3 separate regions of the Zea mays genome follow, and regions 1 and 3 are each linked to region 2. Evidence: chromatin contacts called from public Hi-C data. All regions are on one chromosome and are shown on one strand. Each heading gives the region's core, a stretch centred on a gene start, on an enhancer-like site or on the middle of the called end of the contact. The rest is flanking DNA. Distances are from core to core; before and after follow the strand shown.

Region 1 (3,517 bases), core at 37-2,536, 290 kb after region 2:
TCTACACAATTACAAAGGCTCATAACCATAAATCACAGCACCAATCAGCAATCAATTAGCTATTAAAGAAAAATATCCAAATAGCTAAGAAAGAAAACTAATCAATCAGCTATCAATTAGCTAAAAAGGAAACTAATCAATCAACTAAGAAGAAAACAAATAAACCGAGCTGAATTATGCAACAATCTCCCCCTATGTCTGTCTCGGTTCATATGACCTAAAGGATGCAAATCTTGCCACGAATTTCAGCAAACCGTGCGCACCCAAGTGACTTCATCAGAATATCCGCAAGTTGTTCTTCGTTACTCACATGATCCATGCCCCAGTTGTGAATCCTCCGGATGTGATGATATCAGACCATATGCAGCTTTTGTATGTACTGGTGCAGAGATGGCTTTATAAAGATATTTTTTTGAATCATATAGCAAGCAAAAAGGTAGTCAAATCTACTGATAATTTTGGTAATAAAATTTGGTTTAAATAAAGATACATGATCTTAGAAAGTATGATATTGCATTGGATGGTATCAATGCAGATCCGTGGGTATACAAACGAGACAAATGTTGACGTATTGTTAGGTGTAAATGTACGGATGGATCAACAGCAAACGCATGATACCGTCTGTATCTATCTAAATAAAGTAAAGAGATAACTGGATAAGTAAAGAGGGAACCAGTGGATCGAATCGATCGAGTCGATCGAATCGTAGAAGAAGCTACATGGATCAACCACGGCGAAAGGAAAAAAAATTGGAGTTGCTTGACAATTCCCATTAGAAAGGGAGGAGGTTAGATGGAGAAGACGTACATCTTATTGACGATCCTCTGGCGCGCCTCGGGCTGAAGCTGGGTGCGCCAGTCGCTTCCGGTGGGGGCAGCCGCGTTAGGGTCGACGCCGCCGACAGCAGCGACGGTGGCAGGGTCGGCTCCCTGCGTGGGACGCCAGTTGGCGGCGCCGTCCATGGCTTTCCGCCGTAGAGACTCGGGCGCCTCTTTTGCTCTTTCTGATCTGGTTGCTGACTTCGATCGATCTGCGGGGCGACAATGGAGGGAGCGCTGGCTTCGTTCAATCACTCCCCAGCTCCTCGCTGAAGACGACGAAATCGATTGTAGCAGGGGCGAAGGAGCGACCAAGAAGGAGCTAGCGACGAGCGGACGACGACGAAATCGATTGGAGCGAGCAAGGCTCACGCGGCACGCCTAACGAATCAGGATGCTGCTGAATGAGCCAGCAAATCGCGGATCAATAACCAGCGGAACATGTACAACCCTAACAACAGTTATGATACAGCCATGATATTTTAGATCATAAACATATATAAAGAGTCGGGAAGAGATGAGTTATTCGCTAAAATTTCATCTCTTTTATTTTTTTCAAAATTAGACCCTTAGAGACCTAAAAAAATATATATTAAATAAGGTTATATATGCTCTTAAGTATTAACCATATATGTATCTATGTATTATATAAAACAATTTTAATATCCGTCCCAAGCTATCTTTATCCTTCCCGTTTATTGAAAAAAGAAAAATTGTGTACCTCTACATTCACACCTCACATAAAATCAATAGAACATATATTTTTATATCTTATTAAAACAAAGACAACTCATATGATATATGGAAACTGTGGCAATACACAGGCAATAAAGCATCGGTTTCAATGGTCGTCTCGCGTCATCCTCCTCCTACAAAAATAAAGTAAAATTGTGCATAAGTAAAAGTTTGAATCTTGATTGTTAACTGCACGTTCACATCCACCTAACCAATAGAACACATATTATTGTGTTTTATTAAAACAAATCCTACCAATGCACGGACAAATTACTAGTATTTAAGTATTTGTCGGTTTTATCACGACAATTATAAATTTTTCATGAAAAATAGAAATTCACTTATCATGCTGTCAAAAATCCAATCTAAAATCGAGAAAAGAGCAAGTATTCATGTATATTGTTTTACTAACTACTAAAACCTTTTCCTTTTATCTTCCCTATAATTTTATTGTTTTTGCTGACATTGCACGTCAGTCCAACATGACCTAGCAAACTCTAAGGTTAAATGTAGTCCCTTCTCCTTAGACGCCACATGTGTGGTTGTAATAATTGATGTTAGAGTTTTGTGGCATGTTCATGCTTGGTTAGGGTTCCTGATTTTTAGTCCTTCATACGTGTTGTAGAACTTCTGGATGTAGTACAAACCCTTAGACAATATGGTGTTTTGTCTGTGCCCCCATGGTATGTTGATATGTTATTGCATTATATGTGATGTAGAGTGCGGAGGTAGTTTGGTCCTAATCCCCCCTTTTATGTGTATGTTATTGTCACGGTTCCTCCTAATTGTGCCTTTGGAATCCATGGTCGTGTTGATAAGCACATGCGTTGGTCAATGACTATTCAGTATATGCCATATAAGCTCAAGAACATGACTTATGGTTTGATAGCAATGTGTACACACTAAATGGCTTTGTAAATGATATAGCTAGCAAGATCATATGCGCTCAAGCTAGCAACTGCTAGTTTGGGTTGTTGACATAGATGGTGCAAGAGAGTGGAAAGTTACTAGTAGTGATTAGTTTGAGAATATGATTATATGTAGGATGGGTGAGAAGGTAATGCATGTAACAGTGATGTTGAGAAAGATGTAGTTGTACTTAATGATGTGGTTGAAGGAACATCATATAGTTTGTGTGGGCTAGAAGTGGATTCAAAGAAGAGATGGAGTGTGATTACACAAATGACAACTTGGCAGAATGTTAGAATGCATGGATCTAAGACCACAAACACCTACTAGTGGACATGTTGTTTGATGCAATCAGGAAAAATATAATGATACTATTTGAGAAGAGGAGAAAGATATTCAAGGCTTTGTTAGGGTTCATACTTCTAGCCATAGTGCACCAGATCAATGTAGTTTCAAAGGGGTTGGCCCATCTAAAGGCTACTAAGGGAATGCCAAACCACACAGAGGTCACTATCATATACAATGATGACAACATGTTGTGTACCTAGACCAGCACATTTTGTTAAGAATATATACAGAGGGTATGCCAAGACGATTCAATAAAGATGATGCTAAACTAGGGTGATGGGCTCGATCTCGGTCCAGGGACTCGGACTCGGTTTCTAAGGAATCAGACTCGGCGACGGGGGGCTCGGCCCACATGTCAGAGCAAGATTTGTTCGATTGGTACATACAAGGGAAGATAATGATCAATTATTCTATTAGATAAGAATGATATCTTTATAAATGTAGGATGTCCAGAATTATAAGAGCGCACATGTAAAGATAGAGATAAGTATCCCCATTTGTAGGAGGGTCGGTTAGGCCGATCGCCACCCTTTTTTAGCTAGCAGCTAGATAAGCTTTATGTAACCAATAGCACCTCAGTACAATGATCTCTTCTAGGAAAGCTACTTGTAACCAGCCCTCGCCTTGGTCTATAAAAGGGGAGGGTTGGCCCGAAGGCAAGGGGACGAAAAAAGGAGAATGGCACTGGATGACTTAGCCAAGTAGCA
Region 2 (3,495 bases), core at 15-2,514:
TTGAAGGTGGCGGCGGCGCGGGCGTCGACGGCGAGGATGGTGCTGAGGTTGAGCGGGTGCATGTACTCCTGTGGGCCGTCCATGAACTGGCTGACGATGATGCGGTTGGCCTTCTCCGTGGGGTGGAAGTTGTCCCAGAAGGCGTAGACGCTGCGGTCCGGGCAGACGCTGGACGCGGCGGTGCAGAGCCCCACGCCGTTGTATGGTCCCTGGCCGCAGCACGCGACCTTGGAGGTGACGAAGCCGTAGGCCGCCGGGTCGGAGATGAAGTCCATGTGCATCCGGTAGGCGTTGACGGCGACGAAGACGTCGGCGCCGAGCTCCGCGTTGACGCCCTTGATCATGTCCACCAGCTGCGGGTTGTAGAGCGCGGCGGCGCGCTGCAGCTCGGCGTCGCACTCCCCGTCGCGGCTGCCCCGCAGCGCCAGCTCGGCTGGGGCGCACCCCAGCGGGCCCGACCCCGTGACCAGCACCCGGCGCGCGCCCAGCGAGTAGAGCTGCCGCAGCACCTTGGCGTACTCGGACACGACGTAGCGCACGTAGTCCGGCAGCGCGAACTCGCGGGACCGCGCCGAGAAGGGCACCAGGTAGTAGTTGTTGATGAAGTCGTTGCCGCCCAGGGTGACGAGCACGAGCGCTCCGCGGACGAGGCGCGCGGCGGCGTCCTCGCCGACGAGGCGGCTCAAGCGGTCCTGGTACTGCCGGAAGTAGCGCAGCTGCTTCTGGACGCGGATGATGTTGGCGAACTGGACCCCCGTGTCGTTGAGCACGCCCACGCCCGCCGACGCGAAGTTGGCGCCCACCAGCAGCTTCCGCCCGTCCAGGTGCGGGCTCAGGTACGGCAGCGCCGGCTCCGCGCCCAGGTACTCGCTGATGATGTCCGGCACGTTCTTGCCGTTGGAGAAGCGGCCCGTCGCGCGGTGCGTCGGGTAGTCGAGGCCGTACGGCGGCGAGTCGGCGCGCGCCGTCGTGGCCAGGTAGTTGTTGTTGCCGCTGTCCACCAGCGAGTCGCCGAAGACGAAGAAGGCGCGGGGCGGGGTCGGGGTGGCCGTGGCTGGGCGCACCTGCAGCAGCAGGAGGACGAGGAGGAAGCACGCAGTGGCTGCGACGAGCCTGCCACGGCTACCTGCTGCTCCTGGAACGGAAAGCATTCTGCTGCTGCTTCTTCGCCGCTGCTCTGCTCAGCTGCTGCTGCGGGACGCCTATATAACAGGAAGAAGATAACGGGGAGAGTGGGATGATCAATAGTATACGGGCTGATGGAGCTGCTGCACTGCATTCCATGGCGAGGGTCCCTATTTATACCGCATTTCAGTAGGCAGTCTAGTGTTCCAACGATCTGTCCATGCACCTAGGGTGGGCGGTGGCATGGAAATTGGCAGCAGCACCGGTCGGCCCTTTGGGGGATGTTCAACCACACTGCCTGAGTCTTGTGATTGCAACGCTACCTGAAGAAGAAAAGAGAGTACTGCGAGTCTACTATTATCCTCCCCCCTCCGCCTGTAACTGTAACCGCGGCTGCCTACACACCGCTCTGTCCTTGCGTAACAAACCCTACACCACCCCATTTTTCAGGCCATTCATTTTCGGGCTTCGGCAGTGCTGGTATATTTACTCCAAAAATCACGGGACGGGCAGTCAAACTCCCCACAAGTGACTGGGGCCTGGGGGTTTCAGCTACCCGATCTTGCTCCACGGCACATGACGGGCCGCACATCGTTTGCGTTGCAATATATGCGCTTGGGAAAAAATAGACAAAAATTGCCGAGGACACAAGATTTGCGAGCTCGTTCCCTTCTTTTTCTAGCAAATTGCATATATACGGTGGTCAAATTCAATGATTTAATCGGAGTACCAAACGAAAATGTGTAAATGACACCAGTGTTTGTCATCGCACATGTTAAAAAAAGAAACTCAATACAGTGCTGCCCAAGTCTCGCCCAATCCTTGCAGAACATAGCTTGTCATGAGTTGTCAATGTTGATATCCAGGTCCGACAGCATGCTAGCTAGCTCCCCCTTGCGATACAGCTTCACGGTATCTACGACATAAAAAGAGGGCATAAAAGTATCAGCAACCAACGACAACATTTTTTTTAAAAAAAATCATTTCCTTTTCTACAATAGAAAAAACAGGGTATTGTGACTTTAGCACTTGCATTGCAGTTGCAGGCTTGCAGCATGCTCTGGCATATGCCAAAAAGCACAGGAATTATGCATAATTCTTGCTGACTCACAGCCCACCTTGTAATGCAGATGCAGCCATAGCGCAGGTATACAAAGCAAAAAATTCTCAAGATGGACGGTCTATAGTATATTTCTAGAGATGACCATTTGCTTTCATTATCTTTCTAGTGTTATGCATAGCAGATATTTAAAATGGATGGGCCTTGGCTAGTTTTAGAAGGGTATATGCATCTTTGGCTAAGCCCAATGGCAGCAACTGGCCTCTCAAATACAGGGGCAAAGCTACGATGACTTGCACAGGTGCAGATGCACCAGAGTGAAGGGGAAAAGTGCTAGTGGTTTGACTCAGTTTTACCATTCTGGTACTTCTACAATTGTACACGTTTCGTGTTTGAGGATAATTGTATAGATTTCTTTATATAAACAATAGAGGTTAGGGTGCAAATACACTCTCATCTAATCTACATGTGGATGGATAGGCATCATGTGCCACATTGGTATATAACTGTAAAGATTGACCAGTATTCAACAAAGAGCACATGTATAATACCTGTGCAGCCTCCAACGTGTTTTCCACCTGGAATAGAACAAGACAAATAGACAATTATTTAAAGAGTGAGTCATACAGTGTAGATCAAAATAAGATGCATGCGCGAAATAATTTCCGTGCATTAACAAACTGCAAATGGTACACATGAGTTGGCATTGGCACTAAGGGACACCAATTGCCAAAATCCTTACTAGATATGAAAAATCAGTGAGTGATTTCGCAACTGAGTCATGAACAGAAGAAAAAAGCTAGGCTAGACAGAAGAAATTATGGTGAGAAGGGGAAAGTTGGCATACCGATGAAAACGTTAGGAACAGTAGACTGTCCAGTCAGCCTTTCTAATACCTTTTGTAGTTGTGGTCCTTGAGCTCCTGAAAGGGATTAGCGGTCAGCTGCACAAGAACATCAACCTGAAAAATTATATAGAATCACTACATATACTTACTACACTGTTCCTCGTTCCCAGTAGGAAACAATTACAAAAATAAAACACATCCCTTAAGGTCATGCGGCTTAGTAAAACACAAGCATCGCGAGGGTACATTTAGATATGTTGACATGGCCAACTTCATGTGGGAACTCAAAACAGATAGGAATAAAAAGTACGCAAAATCCTTTGTGCCTACGAGCATGCTGAATGCATCATGTCTGGTACAAGTAAAACAAGTATATGCAATAATTCAAAGCTACTGTTCAACTGGTAGTGCATTTGCCTGCTTTAGGATTCGTAGCTGATGGTGACAAAGAAGAATATCAAAA
Region 3 (3,353 bases), core at 22-2,521, 280 kb after region 2:
TACAATTTACTCCTAGTTGATCCCACGTGATTGATCGTTGTCATACTGCATACCCCAATCCTCATAGAACACTTCAAGGCTTTAGGAGTTTCAGGACTTGGGAGCCTTTCAAGTTCTATCTCATGAGCTGCTTAAAACTCTTCCACTATGATGTTGTCGTCGGGGTGCTGTCGTCCATTCTTGTAGACCACTTTGGAGCAAAGGATTGAAACCTTGTCAAGCCAATCCACAAGCTCCAAAAATTTTAGTAGAACAGATTTCAAATGTGTGGCAGGCTTGTGATATCCTGGCCCCTGAGATGGTGATATCCTGGCCCAAGGCTTAATAGAATTAATAGAGTATCCATACCAATAAGGTGCATCTTTTTTCGGAAGCCTATCTCGAAAGAACCTCCAAGTTAAGTGTGCTTGGCTTGGAGCAATTTGGGATGGGTGACCGACCGGGAAGTTTTCTCGGGGGCGCATGAGTGAGGACAAAGTGTGCACAAAAGACCCGGGTTGGCGTGTGGGGACAATATATGATCCTAGAGAGCTGCCATGAGTAAGTACCACCGGTCCGGGATTGGACGGGTGTTACAATTGGTGTGCTTGTAGCACTACCGACGAGTTGCCTAACTTCGCATGCATGGTCCTTCATCTCCCGGACAGCCCATTTGAGGGCATCGTTTGGAGTGTAGGACATCTGGCAGTGATGAAAAAATATGTAACCACAAGGCCAAATAAAAGTGAAAACATATGAAACTTGAAAGTATTGTCCGAACCTAAGGTTCTGATTTATTCCTCCACAACCGACATCACAATCGGTAACATACGAAGTCGAAAGCGGGTGGAGATCTACAAATCCATATCGGATCCATGTGTATCGGCCATATTTGTACAAGGGGGCAAATCGACTTGGGTAAAACCCTACCATAAACCTAAATCAACCCCAATCCACTGCAAACAACCTCAAAAACATGCAAATAAACAGATCTACGACGAGGGGTTTAGATTTTGAACAAACCTTGAAGATTTCAATGTAGAAGTCGTGGAGCCGCCGCTCCCTGTCGAGGTGATCCAGTGCTTCTTCCGCCGACAAAGAGTGGACTTGGGCCTGGACAGGAACGTTCGCTCGTGGCCACTGGTCGCTTCCTCCCCCATTCGCCGTCACGAGCGACACCGGTAGTGATGGTGGAGACGCCAATTTGGGTTCTCTCGCGGGGTAGGGAGAAGTCGAGGCACTTGGCCATTGCACGGATTCAATGTGGGAGGAGAGAGGCAATGCAATAGTACACATTGTTTTGGGCAGGCACCTTTTTGTGCAACCGTGTTTGCGACATGCTGTGACGCGCTACAGTGGCCTGCAGTTGCGAAAACTACACATTCGGGACACGCTACAGTAGCTGCTGAAGTAAGCCTAACTTTGGAGGGGAAGTATATAATAAAATGACTATGTTGTTGTGTTATTCTTTCAGAATTTCGATAGGTATACGATAGGAAAGAGAGATTGGGATTATTAGACATCTGCTCTCACAGTAGCCTAAACGCCACTAGCCCACTAATGTAGTCCATGTACCCTAGATGCAGCTTAGATGCAGCTTCTACGTTTAGTCCATGTCAATGAATTGGTCGATGTAAAAAAAAAAATCACGCAGATGGATACAGCGAAGCAGAGCAAACATAAAAGTTTATATTATAATCAAGGAAACAAGAAAACTATTTAAAAATCAGCAAATAAAAATCAACAAAAAAACAAGGTAACCGCGCAAGTTATGTAAGTAGAGGCAAAGCATACAAGATAGTAAATATTAACCGGGCTGAAGCACCCAAGCTTGCTCCATACACTGTACTGTACACGATCTTATTTATCAAGCTAACAGTGACTCGATACCAAAAGGAAGATAAACTGTTATTTTCTTTTGCTCAACACATAAATGCTTAGTGTAATAAAGAATAATAAATATACTACGGAGTAATAGATACAATAAACTTATGAAGCGCCAACGCAGCTTTCCCAGCAACCATAGCTCGAGCTGAAACTGCCTCCTCCAGTTTGCTGGGCATACTCTGCAATCACTTTCCGGGCGCAAGCATCCCACGTCCTTGCGATTTCTCGCAATGACATGGGCTCAGCTAGACCCCGGAGCAACACACTGAACTTTGACTTGGCCTTCGTAGACAGGTCATCCGAGTTCCTGCTGCAACCACAGAGCACCCCCGTGAGGTTTCTTTGCCGAAGCACCTAACATATATACAGTAATATGCCACTACACGCACCATTGTTCATCAGGAAACTTGTCTAGAAGCACCGGGGAGCATTTTGGGTAGCTACCAGGAACAAGCAACCTCAACGGCAAAATTGGACTCTGCCACCCACACGTTCCAACATAGAACAAAGTGAGACGACAAACATACAGGCATGGACCCCTCAATAAAAAGAAGAAAAAAAGAAACATAGCAAAGGTGTTTTGAGGCTGCCTCACCATCTGCGCTGAAGCAAACATGGATTTCAAGCTGGGGCTAACAGCAACAGCAGTGAATGTGCATTTAATGACTGTCCCTTCGGCCATATCAGATGTAGTGAAGGACTCAGCATCATCCTCAGAGACATGGAGCTCTGTATCTATAAGCTGTTTGTTTATCTCCTGAATCTCCTCTAACAGAACATGGTTTACCTGCGAGGTAGCCAGATAAGAGATGAACAATGTTTGCCCTTTTAGATACAAATATGCAAGTGACGGACGACTATTTGTAGAAAAACCAATGCCCTACATAGCTTATCAGCAAATATTTTAAAGAAACACACCTCAGCCCTTTGACACTTGACACGTGAGGTTGCAGTTGATTGTAGCTCTGGAGTGCCAACAGTATATGATTGCTTCAAGCTGTCATTCAAACTTCCAGCGGATGACACATTAAGAGGCATAGCACCTGTGTCCCGCTTCATTCTCTTTGATGCACCACTCCCATCATGGGTTATGAAGTTCCTGGCTTGCAAGCGGCACTTTGTCATAGCGACAAGATCTTCACCCACAGCAGCTCTGGAACCATTACCAGGCGCTGATCCAGCAATCCTGTCAATCATACTCACGACAGATCCAATATCGCTAACTGCAGCACTAAGGGACTCAGGCTGTGTTGTTCTCAACTGTATTGTAAAACAAAATTGAACATGAAATACAATACCAAAATAGTGGGATAATAATATAGACACAAACAATGATTTCAAGTCGTCCGACTAATCGCGATTAATCGCGATTAGTCGGGCTAGTTGGTTTTAGTGGAGCGACCAGGGTATCCGACCCGATTAGGTCGACTAATCGTCCAGTCTTCCGATTAGTCGTCGACCAAGTGCGATTAGTCGTCCAGTTAATG

The links. Hi-C and Micro-C count contacts between places; a contact is called where the count stands out from the background.
Region 1: a contact with region 2 is called in a Hi-C map of leaf, with 2.8 times the contacts expected there. The contact joins the promoter of LOC103643172 here to the promoter of LOC100279824 in region 2. A contact is called at or near these places in 2 of 25 Hi-C or Micro-C datasets (ear and leaf).
Region 3: a Hi-C map of tassel shows a contact between it and region 2, with 3 times the contacts expected there. The contact joins the enhancer-like site here to the promoter of LOC100279824 in region 2. A contact is called at or near these places in 2 of 25 Hi-C or Micro-C datasets (ear and tassel).

The regions. Positions count from the first base shown.
Region 1 is chr1:206,414,641-206,418,157 of Zm-B73-REFERENCE-NAM-5.0, forward strand. LOC103643172 (mediator of RNA polymerase II transcription subunit 15a) reads right to left here and starts at 1,287. Exons shown (of 10, transcript XM_008666330.4): 1 at 808-1,287. The coding sequence starts at 962.
Region 2 is chr1:206,119,710-206,123,204 of Zm-B73-REFERENCE-NAM-5.0, forward strand. It overlaps LOC100279824 (GDSL esterase/lipase LTL1), which reads right to left and starts at 1,265. Exons shown (of 1, transcript NM_001152779.2): 1 at 1-1,265. The coding sequence starts at 1,151. It overlaps LOC100282211 (Grx_S12 - glutaredoxin subgroup I), which reads right to left. Exons shown (of 5, transcript NM_001368943.1): 3 at 3,033-3,107; 4 at 2,737-2,763; 5 at 1,821-2,041. The coding sequence ends at 1,965.
Region 3 is chr1:206,395,205-206,398,557 of Zm-B73-REFERENCE-NAM-5.0, forward strand. LOC103643172 (mediator of RNA polymerase II transcription subunit 15a) reads right to left here. Exons shown (of 10, transcript XM_008666330.4): 7 at 2,785-3,126; 8 at 2,462-2,653; 9 at 2,256-2,344; 10 at 1,754-2,176. The coding sequence ends at 1,969. It also overlaps the pseudogene LOC103643173. Among protein-coding and RNA genes, the nearest start is that of LOC103643172, 19 kb to the right of the region's middle. Within about 2 kb of position 1,272, at least 10 of the 20 cell types and tissues checked have an H3K27ac peak or open chromatin away from gene starts, as enhancers often do. A contact at or near this core is called in ear and tassel, where this site is marked.